2 separate regions of the Gossypium hirsutum genome follow, and region 1 is linked to region 2. The links are chromatin contacts, called in public Hi-C maps. All regions are on one chromosome and are shown on one strand. Each heading gives the region's core, a stretch centred on a gene start, on an enhancer-like site or on the middle of the called end of the contact. The rest is flanking DNA. Distances are from core to core; before and after follow the strand shown.

Evidence for each region. Hi-C and Micro-C count contacts between places; a contact is called where the count stands out from the background.
Region 1: a contact with region 2 is called in a Hi-C map of leaf, with 1.7 times the contacts expected there. The contact joins the promoter of LOC107887318 here to the promoter of LOC107887135 in region 2. A contact is called at or near these places in 3 of 34 Hi-C or Micro-C datasets (all in leaf).

What each region holds. Positions count from the first base shown.
Region 1 is chrA03:38,207,795-38,210,801 of Gossypium_hirsutum_v2.1, reverse strand. LOC107887318 (probable inactive receptor kinase At5g58300) reads left to right here and starts at 1,756. Exons shown (of 3, transcript XM_016811511.2): 1 at 1,756-2,267; 2 at 2,757-3,007. The coding sequence starts at 2,206.
Region 2 is chrA03:37,919,619-37,922,854 of Gossypium_hirsutum_v2.1, reverse strand. LOC107887135 (lysophospholipid acyltransferase 1) reads right to left here and starts at 1,652. Exons shown (of 8, transcript XM_016811290.2): 1 at 1,225-1,652; 2 at 494-549. The coding sequence starts at 1,526.

The DNA.
Region 1 (3,007 bases), core at 507-3,006, 290 kb before region 2:
AAGTATTTTAGGTAGATGAGGTTGAAAGAGTAGTCTATCGAGCATCTCTCAATTTATCTCGATTTAAGTTGTGAGGTCAAAAAATAAATAGCTTCTGCCGACTAGTTAATTTAATTAGAGGTCGAAAGATAATAATTAGGTTAATTAGTTGATTCATTAAAACCCTAAATCCGAAGTTAATTTTGAACACTGAAAAGAGTTGATCTTCTCTTTATTTAATTTGAGCAAAATCCATTTGTTTGCTAGTTTTCTTATTTTTATGTTAATTTTTTTTCATATTATTCTCTTTTATTTTTCATACTATAAGATTATATTATTACTGTTTAGCCCACTTAGTTTAGAAATTATTAGTTAGTTTAATTCAACTTCCTTGGGTACGATCCTTGGAACACTTTTGTGTTCCATTGTAGCTTCTATATTACAACCTAACCCAGATACTTGTGGACGCCGCTTAATTTATATCTTTTTGTTGCAGTAGTTTAAGTCCCGACGTTCGCACGTTGGGACGATGGTCAATACCTATATCTAATCTAGTACTTATATTTAAGCAATTTACTTAGTTAATGTCACTTTTAACTAAGTTTCCAACTCAGTTATGAAATTTTAAAAAAATACTTTTCTTTTAAATTATAATTAATATTATTATGTTGACACTTTTATTTTTTTATACTTTTATATCATCTTTAAATAAAAGGATTAAAAATTAAAAATCCAAAAATTTAACACGTGTTCAATTGTATTAAGATATAAAGTCATTACCAATCCACCTATATTCATTGTTAAATAAATTTTAAAGATAAAACATTTCTTTTACCCATATCGTGATTGAGACAAAATGTAATTATTATTATATTATTTAAATGTTAGATTGAGTTAGTGTCACGTGTTAACTTGAAAAATACTCAATCAATATAATTACTAAATAAATAAATAACAATAAATATTATTATGGGTATTTTTGTTTTCCATACCTTTATATAAAATCTATAAAATATAAATATACAAATGCTAAGATTTCAACTTAAAATATTAACTTAATATCTTATACATACACGCTATAGTAAGGTTCATACGGTAAAAGAAGGAAAGGTAAACTACCTCATTAATCACTTTAAATTAGGGTTTTTTGATTTTGATTACTCAATTTTTTTGTCAATTTAATCATTACCATTAAAAAAATATATTTAAAATAATCACTCAGCCGTTATGTCATTAACATATTGATTCGATAAAAGATATTATTGTCGGTTCAAAAGTTTTTCTTTTCAAAATTTTTCTTTTATGTATATATATTATAAATTATATATATAGATAATGTATATAATTACTACAAATAATTATTTCTTTAAATGCTACATTCCTTTTCAATTTAATGTTAAAAAATAATGAAATTAATGAAGTACATATTAAAATCCTATAAATACGGTTTAAATAAGATTAAACATGTATGTATATTAACTTAAAATAAAATACTATTTAAAAATAAAAAATAAAAAACATTTTAAATTTAAATTAAGAAATTTTTATATAATACTGAACAACACTATAAATACTGTTTAAAATTTTAAATTTTTTATTATAATTAATTTAAATTAAAATCTTTTGAAAATAAATACATTCACATTTATTTCTCATATCATTAAGTAAATTTATAACAAAAATAAAAGAAGTAGTTGAATCCAAAACCTTAATTTATAATTTATTTATTAATAAATATAAAGAATTTATTAACGGAGAAAAGTTGGTTAATGGGGAAGGATTAGTTAGAGAGTGTAGAAGAAAAGTTTGACTAGGAGTCCACCTACTCTTTTCAGTACTCAATGCAACGTCTTTATTTTTAGGAAGCAATTCTTAATTTTGGTCAAACAATTTTCAGATTCCGTCGGCTCCGACTTTCTTCCAGATCTGCACTGCATTTTCGAGCTTAAGCCCTACGCTATCCTCCAATAACACCTGCGCACTGCCTCTTAACTCCCTCTTTTTTTCGTGGAAGGAATGCAAATTCCAAAACCCAGATTGTCCAATTTAGCTGCTTAGCCTCTTGGCGCTTTGTAACCCCATTTTTGCTAAAGGTTTGTTTCACATATAATTTCTTCTTTCCTTTATATATTTTAGTTCAAGTGGAAGGAAGAAAGCTCCTCTGCATTTCGGAACTTGGTTGTTTTAACTGCAATGTTCGTTCCTTGGGAGCTATAATTTTCAAGAATGTATGTCTCTAATGAATTCTACAATTGCTTCCGGGAAGGAAAAAAAAGCCATTGCATATTGTAAGTTCAACTCATCTCTTATTTTTTTTCCTTTTGAATATGTTTCTTTATTTAGCTTGTCTTAAATATTGTACCAACATTATGTTCTTCAGCTTCTGATTTTTGGGAAAATTCATAAATTTATCATATTATTCCATATTATATCTAATATTTAAATATTTTATTCGTATTGTGTCTGTTTCACAAACCAGAAAGCTTGACTTGATATATAACCTCTAATTAATCCAAAGTAAATATCTTGTCATTGCTTGTGCTCTGTTTGAGCTGAAAAAGGAACTTTGACTAAACCATGCTTTTATCTCCTTTATGATTTTTCATGTCTTTATTTTTATAGAGATTATTATCATTATAGTTATTAACTTGTTCTCATAGTTTCCATACTCATTGTATGCTGGACAAATGTTGACTGCTTTTATATGATTGAGAAGAAAGTTTTTAAAATACCATCCTTTTAAAGATTTTCTAACTAAACCTGTTGATAAATGGCAGGGGAATGAAGACTGCTGAAATGAAGCTGGCATCCTACTTTGCTGCATTTGCTTGTCTGTTTCTTTGTTGCGGTTCAGGAACAGTTGCTGACTTAGACTTAGATGAGCAAGCCCTCCTGCAATTTTCTGCCACAGTTCCTCATGGCCGTAAACTTAATTGGAGTCCTGCTACCCCGGTATGCACTTCATGGGTTGGCATCAATTGCACCAAGGACGGCTCCCGTGTAATAGCCTTGCACCTTCCTGGTGTTG
Region 2 (3,236 bases), core at 403-2,902:
AAGCATAAACTGCATGCGAAAACTCCTCAATCGCATGTGTAGTGCAGCCAATTCTGTTTCTTGACACTAATTTTGTCTTCCTCGACCACTAATGCATCCAACCATGGCTTAATAGCAAACACTAATTATAATCCCTAGGATCTAATTAGGCTCTGATACCAAAATTGGTGTGGTTTAGGGGAGAAAACAACAATAATAGAAAGAATTAGGGATAAACAAAATAATGGGAAAGAAGATGGAACTCTAGAAACCTTAGGGTTATAGAAAACAAATAATAAGAATAATAATTATCGCTACAACTTATATAAACTTTCTTTCTTGCATGTAAAGTTATTAGGCTTTCTTGCAAACAAAGTTTTATTACTATTAAATCCTAAAGATAACTAATAACCCTAGCCGTCTATAATATATCTAATACTTAAAATAAATATTATAAGGTAGAACTAAAATAATAAAATATTATGATAAAAATAAAAGCTCCTGCGTCACTTACCAGTGGCATCAATGCCTCCTTCCTTCCATGCATCCCCACTCATGTAATATACATGGCTAGAAACATATATGAATAGTTATTCTCCACACAAAAAAACTGAATTATCATGAATGAAGCTCAGACACACACACAAAAAAACTACAATAGATAATCAAATATCAACTTATTCTCCACCTCTCCCACTAGAAAATAGAAAAGATGAGGAAATACTAAGAAACCAAACCTTCAAAGAAAATTCAGAAAAGAAAAACATATAGATATATAATATGCGTGTACATATATAATCATTAAGGTGTTGTTAAGATACTCTTCTAACAAATTTTCATCAAGGGTCAAAACATCAATAATCTTAGATGGTAAAGGAAGGAAATATACACATTTTATTAAAGTAATCAAAAGGACAAACATGTAATCCTCAATGACATAAAGCAAGGCCAAAATATAAGGTTCTGGCTGCAAGATTTCCAAATTGCAAATATATTGTGATCATTAACTAATAAGATAAAACTGAACAATCTTCCTATCGTATGAAACTATCATGCATCATAATTTAAGCGTTCAGTGTCACAGAAATTTGAAATTTTCTCACAATTCAGCTCAATAAAACGCATCAACAAAAAAACTACCTACCAAACCAGAACTTTGAAACAAAACCGGACGAATATATCAAATCTAAGGGAGGAACTGTTCCAGGGAAATTTGAAAGAAAAATCAATGAAAAAATGACTTACCAGCCAATCAAATAACCGAAACTCAAGAAAAATGTGATAATCCCGCACTTGGGCCGATAAAGAAGCATTGCAGCATAACCCAAGAGCATGGGCACCAAGAAAAGCAGATTGGAAGAGATCCCAAACGACAAATAAGAAAGCACGAGACCTGAAAAAGCTGAGTAAACGTGTTTAGGTAGTGTACCCGGAACAAATCGCCACAGAAAACTCACCGGAATGGTCGCCACGAAACATAAAAGGAACCAAAGTACCGGCACCGATACGCCGATTGCCGCCGCCATAGTTTCCAAGCCAAGCTCCATCTTCGTTTCAGCTAGTTTGCGGCGGCCGACGACTTGTATAGAATGTATTACTTAGAATGGAAGGACAGGAAAGGGATAGGGATTGCCGGATAGGGAAGACATAAGTCAAAATTCGAAAACTGAAGCTATTTAATTTTGGGTTTTGAAATATTTTTCTTATATATTTTAATGGTCTAATTCTGAATTTAGCCCTTTACTTTGTGAGATTTGATATATAAGTCCCTATGCTTTAGTTTTTAAGAGTTTTGGTCAAGTGCTACTAAGAAGTTATTCCAAGTAACACTATTAAAGTTATTTGTTATTAAATTGTTGAGTTGTATGTAATAAATTAACAAAAATCAACTAATCAAATTCATTGATTTACCCAAGATTGGACTAATTTTTCATTTTTTATAAATCAAAGGAAAGGGACTAGCTTTTTTTGGTTTTAGGCCAATGAGATTGGTTTCGGTAAAATTAATTGTTGTAATGATGAGATTAGAGTTTGAAGTAATTAAACACGCTAAATTGAAGTAATCCAAATGGTAAGATTGCATATTTCAAATCTAAAGTTTTTAAAGTACGAAATTACCCTTTTAGAACCTGGTAGGTGTGCTTTGTCGAATTGTACTTTTATGACAGAACGTACAAAAAGAATAGCAGCAAATGTGATGATGTTTGAGAGGAGAATATGTTCGTTACAATTGATGGCCACGCGTATCTATTATGTATAATTAATGTGCACATTAGTTGTCTGGGTTTTGAAGTTTATGGTTGCCCACAATTACACATTGAATGATAATCAACTCCATAATAGGTAAAAGCAAGCCATTTACCCTTTCCAACAAACAGACAAGCCATTTACTTCAATACAATTAATAATGATGTATGGATTTTATTTTGGTTTAATTTTTTTTTATATTTTAATTTTTCTATTCAAAATTATTATACTCTCTCAATTTTTTCGTTAAAATTATTGACGTGATTATTATATAAAAGATAAAATAATTTTTTAGTCCTCATAATTTACAGTTTTTTCGTTAATTTGATTTTTACTCTTATGAAAGTTAAAAAGATTGTTTTAAAATTTAATTTTTTTTCGTATTTTCAATAAATGATATAAAATTTTTTAAAATATGTGAAAAATTTTAAACTCTTTAAATTAATAAAATAAAAATAATTTTTAAAAATTCATTTAAAAATAATTTTTTTAAATATGAAAAGTATAATAATTTCCAAAATAAAAAAAAATTATTTACTCTATGAATAGGTAATAAGATCTCTCCAAACTTAAAATATTCATTCGGTTGATACTAAATCAAATTTGAATAAGTTTTTTTTTACTTTTTAAATCAAATTAATTAATATCACAAATAGTTTTATGTAAATTTAATTATGAAGTATATAAAATTTTAATACAAAATACTTTTTAAATAATGATAGAATAGGTTTAAATTAAATTTGATATAACTTTTTTCCAAAATACACTGTATTAAAAAATTATATAAAAATGGACTCCATTTTGACAAAACACAAAGGTAATAAATTAAGTGTTGAAATTTGTATAGAGTATATTTTGAAAAAAAAACATAATATATTTAAATTTGATTTGATTTAGAGAGTTGTATCATTATTTTAAAAATTATTTTACACTAATATTTCGTATACTTTATAATTAAAATTTAATTAAAGATATTTTTATATATAAATAATTTAAATTAATTAAAAATG